Linked DNA regions of Sus scrofa: region 1 is linked to region 2. A link is a contact called in public promoter capture Hi-C data. All regions are on one chromosome and are shown on one strand. The core of a region is the stretch at or near the end of the contact, and the rest is flanking DNA. Distances in the headings are between cores, read along the strand shown.

What was found. Promoter capture Hi-C pulls out the DNA fragments that hold promoters and counts their contacts.
Region 1: a promoter capture Hi-C map of liver shows a contact between it and region 2, with 6 times the contacts expected there. The contact joins two enhancer-like sites. A contact is called at or near these places in 2 of 5 promoter capture datasets (fetal liver and liver) and 9 of 47 Hi-C or Micro-C datasets (adipose tissue, embryonic fibroblasts, epiblast stem cells and 4 more).

Annotation. Positions count from the first base shown.
Region 1 is chr4:38,592,353-38,597,705 of Sscrofa11.1, reverse strand. No RefSeq gene overlaps it. Among named protein-coding and RNA genes, the nearest start is that of POP1, 61 kb to the left of the region's middle. Within about 2 kb of position 3,280, at least 7 of the 83 cell types and tissues checked have an H3K27ac peak or open chromatin away from gene starts, as enhancers often do. A contact at or near this core is called in liver, where this site is marked.
Region 2 is chr4:38,311,151-38,316,175 of Sscrofa11.1, reverse strand. All of the region lies in intron 2 of LOC110260251 (a long non-coding RNA gene), which reads left to right. Among named protein-coding and RNA genes, the nearest start is that of KCNS2, 61 kb to the left of the region's middle. Within about 2 kb of position 1,830, at least 4 of the 83 cell types and tissues checked have an H3K27ac peak or open chromatin away from gene starts, as enhancers often do. A contact at or near this core is called in liver, where this site is marked.

The DNA of each region.
Region 1 (5,353 bases), core at 2,031-4,530, 280 kb before region 2:
CTTTCTCATCCTGACATTTTTTTTTTTTTTTTCCTGGGAAAGATGGCCCTCGGAGTCCCAGTGGATTCATTTCATTTGCGTTTCTCCCTCTCTCATTTTGCCCTGATAATGCCGCTGTTATTTACGATCTGAGCACCAGCCAGACCATTCATCTTGCCTTTGATAGGCATGTGTGAAAGGCCCATGATGACGTTTCCCACTTGGCCCGGTCCATGTTCAAAACATCAGCCAAAAGCGAAGCAATAAAAAACACGGCCCCCCTCCCCCCCAGAGAAGAGCGGGTACACAGCGGAGCCGTGTCTTTCTGAACCCAGAGAGGTCGTTTCCAGACCTCACCTCTCCTCCCGATCTGCCGAGCCTTGGTCTTTGGATTTTAGTGCATCTCATCCTTTTCACCTGGCCCCCGAGTCGGGGTGGGGCGGGGAAGCCGGCTGCCCCTGCCGCTTGTGTGGGCCCCCTGGGGCGCGGCTCCCCAGTCCCGAAGATGAGGATTAGTGTTAATCTCCTGTTCACGAGGTTGAGTCAAGAGTTATTCTTTCCATCTGTCGCCTCCAGGCCAGACCTCTCTGTCCTCTCTTCCACCCCAGATCTCCGAGAAGCAACGATGATAACCTCGTGCCTGTACACACGTGCAGAGCCTCTGCAAGCCCAGCTATCCAGGGCCAGCTTGGGAGCTGAAAGGCCCCGGACAGGCGTCTTAGCCAACCTCCTCCCTCATTCTGCAGGGGAGGGGGCGTCACACTGTCACCCAGTCAGAGCCGCTCAGTAACAGCCGGGACCAGAGCCCAGGTCTCCTGATCAGGCCAGGCACTTCTCAGGACCAACTTTTAAAGTAAAACTTTTTTGCAGAAAGAGTCTAATATCCACAAGGGAATGAGCAGGTTGCACTCAAGTGCTGCAGCTCTGCTTTCTTCCTCTCTTGTTTTTTGCTTTGTTTTGCTCTTCTTAGCCACCTGCTGGCATATGAGTTCCTGGGCAAGTTATCAGATCTGAGCCGCTGTTGTGACTTGGAGGATCCTTAAGCCCACTGTGCAGGGCTGGGGATTGAACCTGCGTCTCAGTGCTCCAGAGGTGCAACCGATCTCATTGTAGCACGGTGGAAACTCCTCTTCCTCTCTTGTGACAGCCCCAACTTTCTTCAGCAGCTCTGCCCTCCGCATCTCTTCCTTTGAGGAGCTGCCTGGAATGCTGGCGAGAACAAGAAGGCTTGGGTTTGAAGTTCCCGTCGTGGCTCAGTGGTTAACAAACCTGACTAAGGTCCATGAGGATGCGGGTTTGATCCCTGGCCTCGCTCAGTGGGTTAAGGATCCAGCATTGCTGTGAGCTATGGCATAGGTCGCAGAGGTGGCAGAAGCAGCTTGGATCCCATGTTGCTGTGGTGTAGGCTGACAGCTATAGCTCCGATTAGACCCCTAGCCTGGGAACCTCCGTATGCCATGGGTGCGGCCCTGCGTTGCTGTGGCCTATGCCAGAGCCACAGCAACGCAGGATCCGAGCTGCGTCTGCAACCTACACCACAGCTCACAGCAACGCTGGATCCTTAACCCACTGAGTGAGGCCAGGGGTTGAACCTGCATCCTTATGGATCTTAGTCAGATACGTTTCTGCTGAGCCATGAAGGGAACTTCCCACTGCACCTTCTTGAAGCGAAACTCAAGTGAAGTCACAGCAGCACAAGTGCCTTTGTGTTTGTGATTACAGCTCACAAACCTTAGCTTATGTAACATGGCATATGTCACAGCAATTCTGAGTTACATCATCCTCATGTTATAGAGAGAGAAACTGAGGCTCAGTGAGGTGAGACAGTACCCAGGGTCACACAGCTAATTGGAATCAAACCCATATCTGTCTGCATCCTTAACTGGGTAGTCCCAGCGACCTCCCGTTAATAGCCCCTTAACCAATAGGGGCTTAAGTCATCAAGAGCCAAAATAACCAAGGGTCCAAACATTGCCTGCCCATTCTCAGAGACTTCACAGTGGGTAGGGGCTGGGGCTGAGGATGGCTTGCTCAGGATCCCTGTTTCCCTCAAAATTGTGGGCATGAGAGGGGGATCCTAATCACGAGAGAGGGTGCTCTCGCAGGGCGAGATGGTGCAGTTACCCAGTATGGCCGCGAGGTGGCGCCGTGTACCGACACAGGCACGCCCCCAGGTTCCTGGGAGATGAGCCTCAGTTCAGCCTGGGGAAAGCTGGGAATGGAGAGATTTCTGAAATTCAGAAAGCAACCCCTGGAGGGGCAGTTTTGTTGTTCAGTGCTGCAGCCCAGGAACCGATGAGGTTTTTGATTCCACAGGCATTTGAAGAGTTCCGGCCACAGACCAGGCCCTAGGCCTGGGGGACCCAGAGGCATATGTGACGGGGTATGTCCCTCAACCCTGGGAGCTCATGGTCAACCTGGGGAGGCAGACGCAGATACCCTTACGCCCTTCAAAATGAGTACAAAGAAAGCAGGACAGTTTTTTTCATGGTCTTAAAAAAATTAAAGAGCTCCCTGGCGGCTCAGTGGGTTAAGGAACAGACGTTATCACTGCTGTGGCACAGGTTCCATCCCTGGTCCCAGAACTTCCACCTGCTGTGGGTGAGGCCAAAAAAAGAATAGGAAAACTTGTATTCTCTTTACCAGGAGCAAATGAGAACATGCTTTCCCAACCTCACCAGCCATTCCTGCCTGCTCACTGGGAGTGAACTAACCCCTTAGGAAGTGGAGTCTGAGGTTTTTAGGGCTTAGGTGAATATTCTCAAGACCAGTAAAGGGGAGTTCCCGTTGTGGCTCAGTGCTTAACGAATCCAGCTAGGAACCATGAGGTTGCGGGTTCAATCCCTGGCCTCCCTCAGTGGGTTAAGGATCCGGCATTGCCGTGAGCTGTGGTGTAGGTCGCAGATGCGGCTCAGATCCTGTGTTGCTGTGGCTGTGGTGTAAGCCGGTGGCTACAGCTCTGATTAGACCCCTAGCCTGGGAACCTCCATGTGCCATGGGAGCGGCCCAAGAAATGGCAAAAAGACAAAAAAAAAAAAAAAAAAAAAGACAAAAAAAAAAGACCAGTAAAGGGCCTTCCTCACTAATCAGGTCCTACCACTTATGACCAATCCATCTCACTTGGGGCAGGCCTCTGCCTCCTATACTAACCTGGTAAGCTCTAATTCTTCCTGCAGTCCCTACCCATCTACCCTTTCTGTGTCACTTTTCCAGAATCTTCCAGAATTAACCACTGCCTTCTGTGTATTGTGTACCCTCTGGTAACTGGACATTTGCCACGTTATGTAGTAATTGGTCTGTTTACAGATCTGTCCTGCTCACCTAGCACAGTGCCAGGCAAATGAAAATGTGCTTTTGAGGCACTTGCTGAATGTAACTTGCTGAGTTACTTGAGAGAGAATGCGTGCACTGTGACACCTAATTCAGTCCTAACAACACCCTGTGCGCTTGATATTATCTGCATTATTTTACTTTATTGCTCTTTCAGGCCACACCCATGGCATATGGAGGGTCCCAGCCTAGGGGTTGAATTGGAGCTGTAGCCAATGGCCTACACCACAGCCAAAGCAATGTGGGATCCGAGCCAAGTCTGTGACCTACACCACAGCTCACAGCAACACCACCCGATCCTTAACCCACTGAGTGAGGCCAGGGATCGAACCTTCATCCTCGTGGGTACTCATCAGATTCATTTCCACTGCGCCACGATGGGAACTCCTATCTGCATTATTTTAGAGACGAGGTAATACTAGTTAATGCAACAGGTCAATCCTGAAATCTCAATGCCCAGAAGTTCTTCTTTTTTTTTTTTTGGTCTTTTTGTCATTTCTTGGGCCGCTCCCGTGGCATATGGAGGTTCCCAGGCTAGGGGTCAAATCAGAGCTGTAGCCACTGGCCTACACCACAGCCACAGCAACATGGGATCTGAGCCACGTCTGCGACCTACACCACAGCTCACGGCAATGCCGGATCCTTAACCCACTGAGCGAGGCCAGGGATCGAACCCGCAACCTCATGGTTCCTAGTTGGATTCATTAACCACTGAGCCATGACAGGAACTCCTCAATGCCCAGAAGTTCTATCTCACATCATAGCTATACCCTTCTTCCTCCTCAAAGCTGCTTCTAGAAAACTTATTTCCAAGGCTGTCTGCTTCAGCTGCTGTAACAAAATACCACAGGCTGGCTTTAACAGCAAACATGTATTACTCACAATTCTGGAGGATGGGAATTCCAAGCTCAAGGTGCCAGGAGGTTTGGTTCCTGGTGAGGACGCTCTTCTTGGCTTTCCGACGGCCTCCTGTCTGGTCATCTCTCGTGGGAGGGGAGAGAGAGATGCTCTAGTCTCCTCTCCTTTTCTGAAAAGGACCCAAATCCTATCACGGAGACCCGACTCTCATAACCTCATCTCAGCCTAATCACCTCCCAAAGGCCCACCTCCAAATACCATCACCTGGGGGGTAGGGCTTCAACCTAGAAATTTGGGGAGAACACAAACATTCAGTTAATAACAGCCGCCTTGGTCCAGAAGTCAGTCCTATTCACGATTCATGGTTCAAAAGCAGCATGTGGCCCCAGCATAAAGGCAAGGGGAGCTGAGAAACCTGGGGAGCACGTGTGTTCAGTGAACACTCCCAAACTGCCACAGACCCCCAGGCACGTGTGCTCACATACCAATCTACACAAATGCACACATATACACGTACATATGCACATTCAGAAGTGTGCACACCTAAGAATCGTGCTCAGACCCAAGTACTGAGTATGAAACCACACCTTTATAGACACAGAGAACCTGCAGAACATCAGGTGTCCCCAAAGAAAGGGCTTGTGTAAAAGAATCTGCATGTTCAGAAATTAAAAGAGCTGCATTTTTTTTTTTTTTTTTTTTTTTTTTTGCTTTTTAGGGCGGCACCCATGGTGTATGGAAGTTCCCAGGCTAGGGGTTGAACCTGAGCTTCAGCTGCCGGCCTATGCCACAGCCACAGCCACAGCCACATCAGATCTGAGCTGCATCTGCAAACTATACCACAGCTCACGGCAACACTGGATCCTCCACCCATTGAGCGAGGCCAGGGATTGAACCAGAAACCTCATGGTTCCTAGTTGGATTCGTTTCTGCTGCACCACAACGGGAACTTCTCATGCATTCATTTTTTTTTTTTTTTTTTTTTTTGGGAATACACCCAAGGCAAGTGAAATTTCCGGGGCCAGGGATTGAACCCACACCACAGCAGAGACCTGAGCTGCTGCAATGATAATGGTGGGTATTTATTTCGCTGTGTCACCAGGGAACTCTAGGGGCTTCTTGCCTGCTTGCTTTCTTTGCTTTCTTTCTTCCTTCCTTCTTCCTTCTTGAGTTCTAAATCTTTCTT
Region 2 (5,025 bases), core at 581-3,080:
TTGGGAGAGAATCAGATTATATAGGCAGGGAGTCATGTGCTGAGTGCTATGGGTCTGGGATGGCAGTTGAGATCATGGTATAAAATTTAACTTTCTCCTCGGGGCTCTCTCTGTCTTTGGAAAGTCACCCACTTCATGGGCTTGGTTGTTTTGTCTGTGGAGGTCCAATAAAGTGGAGACTGTAGGTCTGGGTCTGGGTGGGTCAGTGAGTCATGTGGACTTACTCTTTTTTAGGCCTTCCATTTAGTTTCCACCTAAGATATATCATTTGTCATTGGGTTATTTCCTACTTTTATATTATGATTGCCTTTACCAGTGAGCTTTCTCAGTTATAGTTTTCTTATTTCTAGTTGTGGCCTTTTCTGTCTAGAGAAGTTTTTCTAGTATTTGTTGTAAAGCTTGTTTGGTGGCGTTGAATTCTCTTATCTTTTGCTTGTCTATAATGCTTTTGATTTGTCCTTCAAATCTGAATGAGAGCCTCGTTGGGTAGAGTATTCTTGGTTGGAGTCCCCCCCCCGCCTTTCATTACTTTAAGTATATTGTGCCACTCCCTACTGGCCTGCAGAGTTTCTGCTCAAAAAGCAGTTGTTATCCTTATGGGGATTCCCTTGTATGCTATTTGTTGCTTTTCCTTTGTGACTTTTAATGCTCTTTTTCTTGTATTTAATTTTGTCAGTTTGATTAGTATTGGCTCTGTGTGTTTCTGCTTGGATTTATCCTGAATGGGATTCTCTGTGCTTCCTCAACTTGAGTGTTTCCTTTTCCTTATTAGGGACGTTTTCAGCTATAATCTCTTCAAAGATTTTCTCTGGCCTCTTCTTCTCATGGTTACCTGTATGATACGAATTTTGGTACATTTAATGTTGTCCCAGAGGCCTCTTAGACTCTCCTCAATTCTTTTCACTCTCCTTTTCTTTATTCTTTTCTGTGGCACAGATTTCCACCACCCTGTCTTCCACCTCACTTATTCACTCTTTGCCTCCATTATCTGCCATTGATTCTTTCTAGTGTATTTTTCATTTCAGATATTGTGATACTCATCCTAGTTTTGTTCTTTAAATCTTCTAGCTCTGTTAAACATTTCTTTTTTTTTTTTTTTTTTGGTCTTTTTTTTTTTGTTGTTGTTGTTGTTGCTATTTCTTGGGCCGCTCCTGCGGCATATGGAGGTTCCCAGGCTTGGGGTTGAATTGGAGCTGTAGCCACCGGCCTACGCCAGAGCCACAGCAACGTGGGATCTGAGCCGCGTCTGCAACCTACACCACAGCTCATGGCAACGCCGGATCGTTAACCCACTGAGCAAGGGCAGCGACCGAACCCACCACCTCATGGTTCCTAGTCGGATTCGTTAACCACTGCGCCACGACGGGAACTCCTGTTAAACATTTCTTATCACCTCTCCATCTGTGCCTCCATTCTTTTTCTGATATTTTGGATCATCTTTACTTTGATCACTCTGAATTCTTTTTTCCAGTAGATTGCCCATCTCCTTTTCATTTAATTGTTTTTGTGCACTTTTATCTTGTTCCTTTTTCTGAAGCTATTTCTTTGTCATCTCCTATTGTCTAACTTTCTATGTTTGTGGTCCCCTGTATAGATGTAGCAGCTGGTCCCCTGTTCTGGAGTTCTTGGCAGTGGTGGTGGCTCACATGTACCCAGAGGATGTGATATGAGCAGTGATAATACAGTGTTTCTCCTGGATTCAGTTGGCTACTAGGGTTCATGGTTCACTGGACTGCTTTTGTAGCAGGTGCCAGCATTCCATTACCAGGCAGCTGTCAGGATAGTTTCCTGTAGCTGGCAATATCAGCAGCTGCTCCTGTAGTCCCTCCCTTTGCCAGTAAGGTTCTCTGGACTTCTCTCTTTAGTCGTGGCAACAGACACTGTTCCCTTGGTACCTCCCCTGGCTGGGCCACTTGCAGGAGAGCTCTCTGAAGCTGTGAGTTTGGGCACCATTCCTGCAGTCAATCCCTTTGCTGGGCTGCTTGTAGGAGCACTCCGTGTAGCCCCAAGGGCAGGAGCTGCTCTTTAGCTATTACTAGGCAGTGCTCTGTTGACACACAGGGTATGTGCGCTGTTCCAGCGGTCAGTCCTTTTGCTGGGCTGCTCTTGGGAGTGCTCTCTAAAGCCCCAAGGTGAGAGGCTTCTCTCCAGCTGTTGCTAGGCAGCACCTGCTCAAAGTGCTCAAAGTGGGAGCTGGAGCACGTGGTGTGCATAGGGAACAAGGCTGTGGTGGTGGATCCCACCCTTTCCTTCCTGCACCCCTAAACAATGTTGCCTGGCATTCAAGCCCATCTGGGTTTCCTCAGTTTACACCCTACAAAATGATCACCCTAGACTCTAGTTCCTCCAGGCTGTTACCATGCAGCCAATTCCAGTTTTCTTTTACCTGCATAGCCAGCCCCTGTTCTCTCTCCCCGTCCCTGAGTCTGATCTCTAAAGTCCAAAGTTTGATTTCCCAAGCCCTGCCCATACCAGCAAGTGGTTGGGAAGTGCAGGGCACTAGCACTGACCATTCGTGGAGGTCTGTTTCCATTTTAATTGCTTCAAACTGATTGTTCTGTTCTCCTTCAAGACTCTAAAATTTCTCCGTTGTTCCAGCTGATCTTCCCACTGGTGGAGGCACTTCGCAGGGTGCAGGAGCTTTTCTTATTCCCAGCTCCCTCCTAGGGGTCCCATTCCACTTTCTTGCTCATGTTTTTTCTTTTGTCCTGCTCAGCTGAGTGAAGATTTTTCTTGCTCTGTCAGGATCCTGAGATTTTTTTGCCAGTGTTCATCAAAATTTCCATGCAAATCGTTCCACAGGTAGATGTATTTTTGATGTATTTGTGAGAGCAGGTGAGTTTCACATTGTACTACTATGTCATCTTTTCTCCATCCCGTCCTCATTTCTTTTCATTCTTGTTTCTTTATTCTGTTCTGCATCAGTGATTTCCATCAGTTTGTCATCTACCTTGCTTATTCTGCCTCCTGTATTCTGCTGTTGGTCCCTTCTAGTGAATTATTTCAGTTATTGTGTTTTCATCTCTGCTTGTTTAAACTTAAAACTTACATTTCTTTGTTAAATGTTTCTTATAATTTATTGATACTTGCTTCCAAGTTTTTTTCTGAGGTTTTTGATCATCTTTACTGTCATTACTCTGAAGTCTTTTTCATGGAGGTTGCTTATCTCCAGTTCACTTAGCTGTTTTTCTGGGGTTGTCTTGTTCCTTCATCTGGCTCATATTTTTCTGCCTTTTTATTTTGTATGGTTTTTTGTGTGGTCTCCTTTTTGCAGGCTACAGGGTTGTAGCCTCTCTTGCTCCTGGTGTCAACCCCTTTGTGGGTGAATTTGATACAGGGGCTTGTTGCAGGCTTTCTGATAGGGGGTACTGGTACCTGCCCACTGGTAGGTGGGGCCACCTACCTGATGGGTGGGGCTTTGACTCTGGGTGTAATTAGAGGCAGCTGTGTGCCTGGGAGGACTTTAGGCAGCCTGTTTGCTGATGGGTGGGGCAGTGTTCCCATCCTGTTTGTTGTTCGGCTTGGGGCTTCTCAGCACTGATGGGTGGGGTCACATTTTTCCAAAATGGCAGCCTCTGGGGCAGCTCAGGCAAATGATTATTCCCTGGGACCTCCATCTCCAATGTCCTGCCCCCACAGTGAGCCACAGCCACCCCCTGCTTTCTCCAGAGACCCTCTAAGATCACAGGTAGGTCCGAATTGGATTCTATGGAGTCCTCCTTTTCCCTGGGACCCAGTGCCCATGAAACTCTGTGTGCATCCTCCAAGAGTGGAGTTTCTGTTTCCCGGAGTCCTGTGGAGCTCCTGTGGTCAAGAACTACTGGCCTTTACCACCAGATGCTCTGGTCAAGACCCACTGGCCTTTACCACCAAATGCTCTGGTCATTCTTCCTCTCAATGCCAGACCCCCAAGCTGGGAAACCTGATGTGGGGTTCAGAACTTCCACTCCTATGGGAGAGCCTTTGTGATATAGTTATTTTCCAGTCTGTGGGTCCCCCACCTGGTAGGTCTGGGATTGCTTATATCTTGACAACACCATGTGGCTTGTCTTTGGTTGTAAGATACCTTTCTTGGTAGCTTCCACTCTACTTTGTTGATGGTTGTTCAGCCAGTTGGTTGTAATTTTGGTGTTTTTGTGAGAGGAGGTGAGCTTAAGTCCTTTTATTCCACTGTCTTGTCTCTGAATCCTATCTTTAATTTTTGTCAATTTGATTGGTATGTGCCTCACTGTGTTTCTCCTTGGGTTTATCCTGAATGGGATTCTTTGTGCTTCCTCATCTTGAGTGTTCCCTTTCCTATGTTAGGGAAATTTTTAGCCGTAATCTCCTAAAATATTTTCTCAGGCCTGTTTCTCTTTCCATTCTTCTTATGTGACCTGTGTAATGTGATGTTGGTACATTTAATGTTGTCCACGAAGTCTTTTAGACCGTTCTCATTTATTTTCATTTGTTTTTCTTTATTCTCTTCTCTGGCAGTGATCTCTACAACTTTGTGTTCTGGCTTACTTGTTTACTCTCCTGCCTCATTTATTCTGCTGTCGATGCCTTCCAGTGTATTTTTCATGTCAAGTTGTTTTTTTTCATCTCTCTTTGCTCTGTTTATCTTTGTCTTCTCTTTGTTAAACATTTCTTGTAGCTCCTTTGTCTGTGATGCCATACTTTCCTGAGATCTCAGATCGTCTTTACTGTCATTACTCTGAGTTCTTTTAGGTAGATTGCCTGTTTCCTTTCTCTTAGTTTTTCTTCTGGCTTTTTATCTTGTTCCTCCACCTACATATTTCTCTGCCATCTCATTTTGTCTAACGTCTTGTGGTCTCCTTTCTGCAAGCTGTTTCTGTAGTCTGCCCCCTGGTGGGTGAAGCTGGATCTTGTTCTAGTAGGCTGGGCCTGTCAAGGGGGGTGTTTAGAGGTAGCTGTGGGCTCTGAAGAACTTCAGGCAGCCTGTGTGCTGGTGGGTGTGGCTATATTCCCACCCTCTTGGTTGTTTGGGCTGAGGTATCCCAGCACTGGAGCCTGCAGGCTATC